Linked DNA regions of Mus musculus: region 1 is linked to region 2. A link is a contact called in public HiChIP or PLAC-seq data. All regions are on one chromosome and are shown on one strand. Each heading gives the region's core, a stretch centred on a gene start, on an enhancer-like site or on the middle of the called end of the contact. The rest is flanking DNA. Distances are from core to core; before and after follow the strand shown. Region 1 overlaps Zmiz1 (zinc finger, MIZ-type containing 1). Region 2 overlaps Gm32008 (a long non-coding RNA gene).

Region 1 (5,065 bases), core at 1,183-3,682, 710 kb before region 2:
GACCTTGACGAGAGGCAGGAATACACACACACACACACACACACACACACACACACACACACACACACATATACACTCAGAGACACATAGAGAAAGAGAGACAGACAGAGACAGACACACACACACACACACACACACAAACACATATACACTCAGAGACACAGACAGACAGACAGACAGACAGACACACACACACAGAGACACATAGAGAAAGAGAGACAGACACACACACACACAAACACATATACACACAGAGACACAGACAGACAGACAGACACACAGACACATAAAGAGAGACAGACAGACAGACACACACACAGAAACACATAGAGAAAGAGAGACACAGACAGACACAGACAGACACACACACACACACACACACACACACACACACACACACACACACACACAGATCCCAGTCAAGTGGCAGGAATCCCCAGCCAGGCCCAAACAGCCCCACTCCCTCCCCTCTTCCTGTGAGGTGTCTCTCTCTGGCACTACACCAGGTTTCTGGCTCCTCCTCTCCAAGACGCCCTAAACCCCAAACCTATAATCCCCAGCTGGGAAAATGACAGGCTTGCCCGGCAGCTGCCCTCCAAAGACCTGTGGGTGTGGAGCCAGGCTGTAGCCCTGGTGGTGACTAGGAGGAGGGCCCAGGATACACAGCCCCATGGAATCATGGGAGGTCAGGAGCTGGGGAAGATGCCATGGGGGAATGAGGGCCTGTGGGTGTGGAGAGGACAGGTGATGGACGATGGTCAGAGAGGGTCAGCAAACTCTTCCCACCCTTGATCTGACGTTAGGGGGAGTAGCTCAGGCCTCAGACTTGGGGCAAGGTGGCCGACCCCTGGGGCAAAGCTAAGTGCACTGAATTCTAGCCTGTCCCCGGGGTCCCTTAGATGGGCTCCAGAGCCTGTATTTGGGAACAGCCTCTGGGATAGATCTACAGCTTGCTTGGGAACCATGAGTGGCCTCTGGGCAGCCTTTCCCTTCTGCATATTCCACAAGAGTGGGGCAACTCCAGGCCATCCACCCCCTCACGGCTCATCTCCTCAGAAGTAACATGACCATTTGTGGATGGAACCACAGAACTGTCCCATCCCCACCACCCCAATCCCTGACTAGGGCTCAGAGTAAAAAATTCAGGCCTAGATCACTCACAATGGTTCTTCCCCACCAGGAAAGGCCACCCAAAAGCCCACAACTTGCTGCTGTTGGTTCTATCTCCTGCCACCAGGACTGGTAAGAAAGCTGTCACAGGCCCTAGAGGAGGCTGGCACTGGACCCAAGACCATGGGATCTTCTGTCCAATCACAATGGCTACCAAGTGCCTAGCTTGGAGAAATGATGTTCCCTATCAGGCTGTATTGTCCTGACCTCCCATGCCTCCTCCCCCCAAACACATGGACATGTGCAGTGGTCCTAGATGAGTCGCAAGCCTCAGTTTCTCACTAAAGTTGACATGGTAGAAGGGCAGGTAAATCAAGGCCATAGGTAGGGAAGAGCCCATTATGGGCGTCAGGATGCTTGGCTCAGGCAGGGTAAGAGTCAGGAAATGGATTAGTTCAGGGCTGCACCTGAGAAGCCTCCACAATGCCACCATCACCTGCCTTAACCTGGAGAGCCAGCATCCCAGGACAGAAACTTGGAGCTGTGTGAGCATTTTCATAACCTATCCCCGGAACTCAAGTGTACCCTGGTACTTCTTTCAGTCATGTATCCAGGAGGCTAGTGGAGCTCCTGGGCTGGTCTCTGTTGGAAAGTGGGCCCAGTGAATGGCTCTGGGTGTGAGCCTGCCACCACCCTGGCACCCTTCCATGAAAGGGATAAATAGGAAAGAAAGAGGGGCAAGTTAGGGAAGGATGCTGCTGCTTTCATGATCCTTGCTGCCTCTCCTCATGCAAGATTGCTGATTGGAAGCCAGGGGCCTCAGAAGAAGGCGGGTGGTAGAAATGACAATTGTTCCCGTGGCCTACCCACCCGATGTGCCTGCTCACCCGCTGCCCGGTCCCCACTTGCTTCGGTCTCACCAACCCCTTCCCTGCCCCCTTGCTGGCCTGAGATGGCTGTTGCCATAGCAACCCTGCTCATTCAATCCGAGGATAATGAAGCCAATGTGTTTTTCATTCCCATGAGCTAGACTGCAGGAGCAGCGTGGTGGTGGTGGTGATGTGTGTGTGTGTGTGTGTGTGTGTGTGTGTGTGTGTGTGTGTGTGTGTGTGTGTGTATGTGTGTGTGTGTGTGTTGGGGGTTTCCCTCTTGCCCCTCCTTCCTGTCTGGGGAAGAGACAGCAGGTGGAGCCTGACTAGCAGAGGGTCAGACACGGGCTTGTGAGAAAGAGATAAACCTTGAAGCCACCAAGTTCTTAGTCTACCATGGCAAGCACAGGCTGGGCAGTGCCAGCTGGAATGGCAAGTCCTTCTTGCCAACAGTCAGATCAGAAGTGGCTCAATGCCACAAAGAGTGAGTAGGATACAGGACCTGGGCAGAACAGGGCTCTACTTCTAGCTTGTGTCTCTGGTCTCTCTTTGGTACAATCAAGTTCCCCTAGTTCTTTTTGAGTTCTACCTCATTGCCTAACCATCTATAGGACCCAGGGGTCCGGAATCCCTTGCTTCTACAAACACACAGCCAAGGCTGGCAAGCCATACAGACCTGTTATCCATGCACTCAGACACTGAGACAATAGGACAGCTAAGAGCTGCAGGCTATCCTGGGTTACATACTGCCTCCAAGTCCAGATTGATTTGCATAACAAGACTGTCTTTAAGAAAAATAACTGGGCTGGAGAGATGGCTCAGAGGTTAAGAGTACTGACTGCTCTTCCAGAGGTCCTGAGTTCAAATCCCAGCAACCACATGGGAGCTCACAACCATCTGTAATGGGATCTGATGCTTTCTTCTGGCGTGTCTGAAGGCAGCGACGGTGTACTTGTAAGTGTACTTGTAACTACTTATACTTGTGTACGACGGTGTACTTGTAAGTAAGGTATACTTACATACATGAAATAAATAAATCTTTAAAAAAAAAGAAAGAAAAGAAAATAACTAACAGCAAATAAGTAAAGCCTGCCGACCTGTCAAAATAATTCTGACCTGTTGCTACCAATGACTATCTCTTTAGGTTGCTGTTGGGGGCAGGGGTGGTGGTAGCTGCACGCAGTAGGCTCTTTATAAATGTGTATCTCCCTTCTCTTCTTCCTCCATGTATCTCTGATCTCCAGCTCAGTGACAGCATCGTTTAGGAAGTGTTCCATAATGAGGCAGAAGTCGGCTGCTCTGACCATCTTGCCTTCTGCTAGCTCTGGGCATGCCTTTCCTTCCGGAAGGGAAACTGAGGCCTGAGCAGGGGTGGCCTGGCCAGCAGGCAGGGCTGTCTAAATGGAGTGGAGACACACTGGGGCCTCATGGCTCACAGTGGCCACCCTACCAGTCTCCCCAGTCTTCTCCCAGGCAGGAAGCCAAAAGGACTCCTGCAGAGCCTGGCCTGCCTCTCCCATAAGTCAATCACCTGGGAGGCCAGTGGCCCTCTGCCTCGCCAGGCTGACAGATGACGGGGAGGGAGAGGAAGCTTGCCAGGCAGCCAGTGGGGGTGGGAAGGCCAAGGTGGAAAAAATCAGAGCAGGGTTTGAAAGATGAAGAAATAAACCTGCCAGGAGGGAGACAGCCTCAATCTGTCCTCCATAAAGCTGTCTCAGGGCCACCAAGGACGTCGGCGGATGGAGGGGACCGGAGATAGCTCCTCCTGGAACCTCTGCTGCCCCCACAGCCCAGCTGGCCTCCAGATCTGACTTGGTGAGGGTTCCAAAGAGGGACCTGGCTGGGTTTCTGGGGCATAGCGGGTGACAGGAGGGGAAGGTGGGGGCCTGAGGCCTTTTTTATTTTTTTTTGGCTTTCCTAACCATTTGCACACAGATACAGAAGGCACTCGATACTGACATCTGGACCAAGTGAATGGAGGAAGGCATTGTCATGTTTGCAGTTAACAGAAAGAGCTTGGGCACAGCTGAGTTGGCTTCAGGGTGAACCACAGGCAACCTATGTCAAACTACAAAACTGAGCCTCTTGGTACCTAGCTCCCAGGCCCATGTAAATCCACCTTCTCTAGAAGCTTCCTTGTAGGGTGGGCACCTCCTCATGGCATCCTTGGTAGCACCCATCCTAGCAAGTGTGGGCAGGAGAAAACTAACTGTCACGTACTCTCATTCTCTCCTTGGGGCCATGAAGAACCCTGGTTTTTAAAAACAGTGACCCTCAAAATCTGCTCATGACGTACGATCAACAGATGAAAGGATCTTAGGAAGTGACAAGGCGGGGTAGGGGGTGGGGGGGAGGCGGGGAGCCCAGTGCAAGGCAAGAAGGAACCCTTGGGCAGAGTCAGGGCAGTTCTGTTTTTCTCCTTCCACTTCTGTGACTGTCAGGCTGGCCACAAGTAACACGCGTTACTAAGGAAAACAGGACATTATTAAAATCGGCAACGAAGATGTGGCTCCCACTAAATGCTGCTGCCTTCCTGAGTTTATGGCACAAACTCAAAGAAACCCAGGTTGCATCAGACAGTGAACACCACTCAGAATCTTTCTCTGAGACCCGCAGTCCCAGAAGAAGACTGTGTCAGCCTTGTCTTTACTGTGTGACACTGGTCATGCTCTGTCCTTCTCTGTGTGCCGATGTGCTTCCTGAACTTGCCTTCTCACTTCACAGGCTGTGCATGAAGACAAAGGGGTCTTGACAGATTATATCTAAAGTGCAAGTAAGGCTCAGAGAGCTTCTTCTATGAGTGGGCCACTGTCGGGCTGGAGGGCAGCTGAGGTACTTCTCAGGCAGGGTGGAGGAGTCTGGCCCTGACTCAGGAGGCTGGGGACCAGCTGAAGAGCCACTGTTTACAGTGGAAACAGCCTTGGAGCAGGCTCACTTTTCCACTGTTTTTGTGGCACTGCTTTGGGGGGTGGGGTGGGGTGGGGGTGGTGCAGGGCTTCCTGAGAGCGGGCCAGCTTACCAAGGCCGCATGGAGCCCAGCCCCGTGTCGGCCTCCAGCAGGAAACACATGTTTTCATTTCACAGGT
Region 2 (5,357 bases), core at 679-3,178:
TGCTATGGACTAGAACTTAGCAACATGACTATACCTGGCTGAAGGAGAGTCTGGGAGCCATGGTTTTATGGGCATACATAAGTTTAACCAGCACAAAGAGATTCTGTAGAAGAAAGAAAGAACGATGCTTGGGAGACAAACACAGACTCCTATACCCGAGACAATTCTCATTTTCTTGAAAGTAGTGGGTTAACACCAGGGCAGAAGAGTTGTAAATAAGAGGAAGCAACCAGGCCTGGAGATGGAGAACACGGGACTGCCAGGTTGGGTGACAGCCCAGAGGGAGAAGAGAAACCTTCTGAGACCTGAAAGATGACACATGACTAACTAGACACAAAGAGCACATGGCTGAGGGGTGAATAGGAACTGATATCTAGACACCCAGTCATGCAGAACCTGTTACCACATTGAGGGGACCTGGTCTTCGTTCTAAGACTCATCAGAAGGCATTTGACCTGGAAAGTAACTCGACCAGGGTTGAAGGCTAGAAAACATAATCATATTGCAAGGTGGAAGATGTGCTAGATTAATGGAGGCAGGGAGAACCCGTTTGAGGCTCCTGGAGGCAGAAACAGAAAGGATTCTGGCTTGAGGCCCTGTGCAGGTGCTGAGTCTCTTCAGGGATGAGGGATGGTAGAGCAGTGTTACCCTGAGTAAGGACTTGTCTGCAGGGAAGTTGAAGGCTTGACCAGAACCTATAGTATCAGTCTCCTTTCTTCATCAGGAGCCTAACAGTCAAGGCTGGTTTTCTCAAAGCTGAATTACTGATGCCTAGCACTGGGTGTAATTTATATGAGTACCCACCCATTCCTTCCTAGACTCTAGTCTGACACATACTTCACTGTTTCTTAATTGCACAGGATCAGGACTGAAGTCCATTGCACCCTGAAGTAGTTACCCAGGAGCTTACGAAGTTTTGACAAACTGAGCTGAACTTCACCTGGACTGCTTGCAGAGTCACACTTGAGCCAGGTATCTCAGAGTCACTTGCCATGTCTGTCCCAGTGCATGACCAGTAGGTCCCAAGGGCCCCATGTGAATGCCAAGGACACCGCCCTCAACAGAGCCCACATTAAATCTTTCAACACTGATCTTTGAAGGCACCTTGTGATATCCATTCATCAATTCACCAGGATGCATTAATGCTTGCTGGTTTTTTCCTGTCCCTTTATCAACCTGGTCCATATAACCCTGCAACACGGGTCAGTTCATACAAGTTGACTTCAAGGGCAAGAGGCTACTGATTTGAATTCCCCAAGTCAGGACTCATTCCTGGATCAATACTGACTTCACTGGGGGTAGCCAGCTAGATCATTTACATCATGATATCTGAAAGAAAGGGACTCTTGGTCTTCCACACAGTATCCCAAGGAGGATGGGATCTGGAGATGCCAGGAGACTCCCCTTTCTCAGAGTACCCAGCTGACCTGCCCTCTGGGCATACAACAGAACCAATGTCAAGCAATGAACTTGTGGAGCCTAGGTTATCAGGCTGACAGGGCCAAGGCCAGTGTTATCCTGATGCATAACCCATCTTCTGTCAGGGAAGAGAAAGCCAGTACATGTATGCTAAACACATGGGCACAGTAAGGACATGGGCCACATAGGGGATAGCAACTTCTTACTAAGGCCTTCTTACAGTTAATCCTGGAAGAAGGCCAGAGCATGAACAAACCATCTTCCAAATACTTCCTGGAGAAATCAGGTCAGGTTAAAATCGAGGAGCTGCTAAAAACTGGCTGAGCCCTGGCTACTCCCTGAAACCTAGCCTCTGAGCCTCTCTCTGTGTCATCTGGGAGGCAGCTCTGGAGGCTGGGCCTGAGGAGCAGAACCCAACCCTCCACCACCTTGCCTTTAGCTTCAGGCTTTATGTAAAGGGCACTAGGGACTCACAAAGGGTGGCCGATGGTAGCAGGCCAGACAGGCAGGAGAGAGGCAGTGAATGAAAGTCTTTGTTTAAGGAAGGCACGGGCCGCGCATCGGCAAGCCCAAGAGAAGCATGTCATTTTGCTGGAAATGCGATTTTCCCTAACAAGTACAGAATCCTACATGACATGTTGAAAAGTGTATCTCTTTGAGAAGCTGCTCTGTATCTCAGAGGCATCGTCAGTACGGCACCCGTGTAATGTGGCAGTTGCCATGGCAACACCTCGTTTTCCATAGACAGGAAAATCAGAGTGGCTAAGTCGATTGAGAGGACCCAAATAACATCTCGAAGGCAGGCTGAGATGCCGCATCGGCTTTTGCATTTGCAGTGCCTGGAGTGCCGTTGTGGGGCAAGTAGCGTATTATATGTGCTTCACAGAGAATCCCCAAGGTAATGTTCAGAGCTTCCTCATTGGTCAGAGGCTGGGAGATAATGGGATTTGCCCAAAGCTACCCAGCAAGGCAGTGACAGGGCCACTGTGGCCAGACTCCCACCTCCTCAGGCAGACAGTGCTCATGGCAGGAGTGACTCTGGCCATCTTTCTCTTCCCTCCAGTGTCTTCAACCATTGCTGTTTCTATTATTTTTCTACTTGCCCTGAAGATAGATAGGGCCCTCAGCAGCAGGCAATAGCAGCCAAGTTAAATCAAAACACGTCCGAGCATCTCCCCTCGGACACAGACTGTCCTCGATATGTTCCTGTCGACGTGTTTGCTTCCAATGTGCAATCCCAGCCCAGAGAATGAACCTTCCCCAGGAAGGAACTCTATCCATGGGTGTAGCACTAAATTGGTACATAGCCCCGAGGGGCTTCCAAATAGAGGAATCATGTATAGCCTTGTCACCCTAGGACCTAGCATGGTGAGACACTGAACTCTGCACAAAGCCACATAGGTGTGCAAACATGTATATGCATTGGCTACAGCCACCACTATGCCCACATGCCAGAGCCAGTAATGCAGGCCTCTTTACGTGGCACCCTATGTAGCCACCCTCTTTGCCCTGGTATGGGGGTGGTGGTACAGAAGGGCTGGAGGCAGGGTGCTCCAAGGCAAGCAGTTTATTTTGTTCACAATGGAGTCTGGAGTTAACACAGTTGGCCCCAGAATCCTCTGGTCTCCTACTTTCCCACATCCCGTGTTGTTCAGGGCTCCCCCACGGGGCTTGGTTGTAAATCTCATTCTCCCTCCTAGGAGGATGTTGGCATCCAACTTAGGGCAGGAACAAGAAAAGTATGCAGGCTGTTCTTTAGTCTCCAAATATAAATTTGAGTAAGGATGAGGGAGTTACAATGGTTGGGGAGGGGGAGACACCTGCCCCCCTCAACTTCCCAGAGGAAAAATTTCATATAACTGTCAGACATGTAATAGAACTGTCAGAAGTACAGGAAACCAGCTACACAGATTACAAAAACATATGTCAGAGACCTATTGGTTTCGTGACAGTGTGAAAATCACAATTTTTCCATCAAGATAGAAAATAGAAACAGAGGAAAGCCAAAAGCACTTTGGCATCTGTCCTCTGACAGCAGCAAGCCTAACCCACCAGGCTGAAGGTGGGGGGTGCCCCAGAAGCAGGTCCAAGTGATGGGAGACCAGCCCCTGTGGCAGTGTTAAGCCATCCTGACCTTTGACCTCCACCCTTGGAAAAAGCATCCATTCTTCTTTCAGACCATTCATTCACACTGGAAGGTGAAAGTGCTCCCACCTCTGGCAAGTCGTTCTCCCGTGATGCTAGTTCTTCAAGCTTATGAGGAGGATGTCTGGTAAAGATGAGGTCACACTTCACACAGGCCACTTAGTGGTAGAAGAGGTATCAATAGTATCAGAACCCCTTCCTTCCCTTTGTGATCATAAGAAAGCTAGTGTGGGCCACTCCCTAGAGAGTAAGAGAAAGTGAGGCAGGTCAACAAGGAACCACAGTGCTGAGAAGGCAGTCCACTGTCTCCCAGCCCCTGCTACCCATGTGCAGTGGATCTCTTGCTGCTGCTTTCTTTCTTGCTAGTTCTTGGTTTTTTTGTTTTGTTTTGTTTTTTGTTTGTTTGTTTGTTTTTTAAGATTTTACTTTTGTGTCTGGCAGTGGTGACACATACCTTTAATTTCAGCACTGGTAGGGGTTGGGGGGCAGGCAGATCTTCAAATTCCAGGACAGCCTGGTCTACACAGCAAGTTCCAGGACAGTCAGGGCTACACAGAGAAACCTTGTCTCTAAAACAAAACAAAACAAAACAAAACAAAACAAAACAAAACAAAGCAAACACCCCAAGACTTTGTGTGTATGCATCTGTGTCTGTGAGAGTGTAAGTCCAGTGTGTGTGAGTGTCCACAGAAGACAAAAGAAGGTGTCATATCCCCTGGTGCTGGAGTTATAGTAAGCTGCCTGTTATGGGCGCTGAGAAGCAAACTCTGCTTCTGGTAAGGCAGCGAGTACTCTTAACTTCTGAGCCATCTCTCCAGGCCTCTAGAGTCCCCATTTCTCTAAAATGCTCCGTGTTCCAGGCTTCCTTTGGTGGTCTTGGCAGAAGCATTATCCTGCCAGCCGGAGGCAGAGAAGGGACTGGTTTAGAGAGCCCAGGGGACATCTTGGGACAGAGAGGTACTTTACAGGCCACAGACCTGATTCAAACCCAGATTCACTCATTTGCCTTCAGCCCAACTCTGCACACTTGGTGGTCTGTTCTCCTTAAATTCTCATGGAAAGAAAAAAACAAAAAACCGACAGCTTTTCTCTCCTAGGAGGACTTTACAATATACTCTGAGAAAACTGTAACTCTGAGAAATGGCCCTGTCCACTCCATTTGCCACGCCCCCTTCTATGCATCCTGCCATCATTTAAAGTCATTTCTATCTCAAACTTCTACTTTCATGCTTGACTCTACGGTTCTTGAAGCATTTTGGCTTATGTTACCCGGGGTCAACCAGAAAGCATAAATCCAGATGGAATTCAATGCTCAGGGAATCTGTCATAGAGATGTACATACCAGAGAAAGCCCGGCCTGGGAGAGCTCATCAGATCACAGCATGGGGCTGACCCCAAGCAAGCCAGTTGTATATCAAGCAAGGTTAGGAAAGCTTAAACTAGTAGTGGTCACAAGTTCCTTCTCTCCCTGCTGTGGTTGGCCCCACTGGGAGGACAGATGACCCTGAAGCTCAGATGGAACCCTGTGAGGGCTATACTCTCACCCTGGAAAATATTTAAGGTCATTGTTGCCACAGTGCAGAGTCCCAACTCCCATGCTATCCCACAGCCTACAGTGTTCTCTGCTATATTGTAGTTGGCTGAGCTCAATAGTCTCTTTCTCCGGGCAGTCCCTTCCTGCTCCTGGCTCTCTCATTTTGACTAGTCTAGATGTTTCCCAGCACCTGGGCCAGAGTTCATGAACACTGCTGAATGATGAGGGCTAAATGACTTGGGAGTGGCAAAGAGATTTG

What was found. HiChIP or PLAC-seq counts read pairs in DNA pulled down with a chosen protein or histone mark.
Region 1: an H3K4me3 HiChIP or PLAC-seq map of embryonic basal ganglia shows a contact between it and region 2, with 6 times the contacts expected there. The contact joins two enhancer-like sites. A contact is called at or near these places in 1 of 484 Hi-C or Micro-C datasets (embryonic stem cells) and 1 of 115 datasets of contacts at active chromatin or transcription factors (embryonic basal ganglia).

Annotation. Positions count from the first base shown.
Region 1 is chr14:25,547,403-25,552,467 of GRCm38.p6, reverse strand. All of the region lies in intron 3 of Zmiz1 (zinc finger, MIZ-type containing 1), which reads right to left. Among named protein-coding and RNA genes, the nearest start is that of Mir3075, 15 kb to the right of the region's middle. Within about 2 kb of position 2,432, at least 61 of the 459 cell types and tissues checked have an H3K27ac peak or open chromatin away from gene starts, as enhancers often do. A contact at or near this core is called in embryonic basal ganglia, where this site is marked.
Region 2 is chr14:24,838,827-24,844,183 of GRCm38.p6, reverse strand. The region is part of intron 2 of Gm32008 (a long non-coding RNA gene); the gene reads right to left. Among named protein-coding and RNA genes, the nearest start is that of Gm31951, 11 kb to the right of the region's middle. Within about 2 kb of position 1,928, at least 81 of the 459 cell types and tissues checked have an H3K27ac peak or open chromatin away from gene starts, as enhancers often do. A contact at or near this core is called in embryonic basal ganglia, where this site is marked.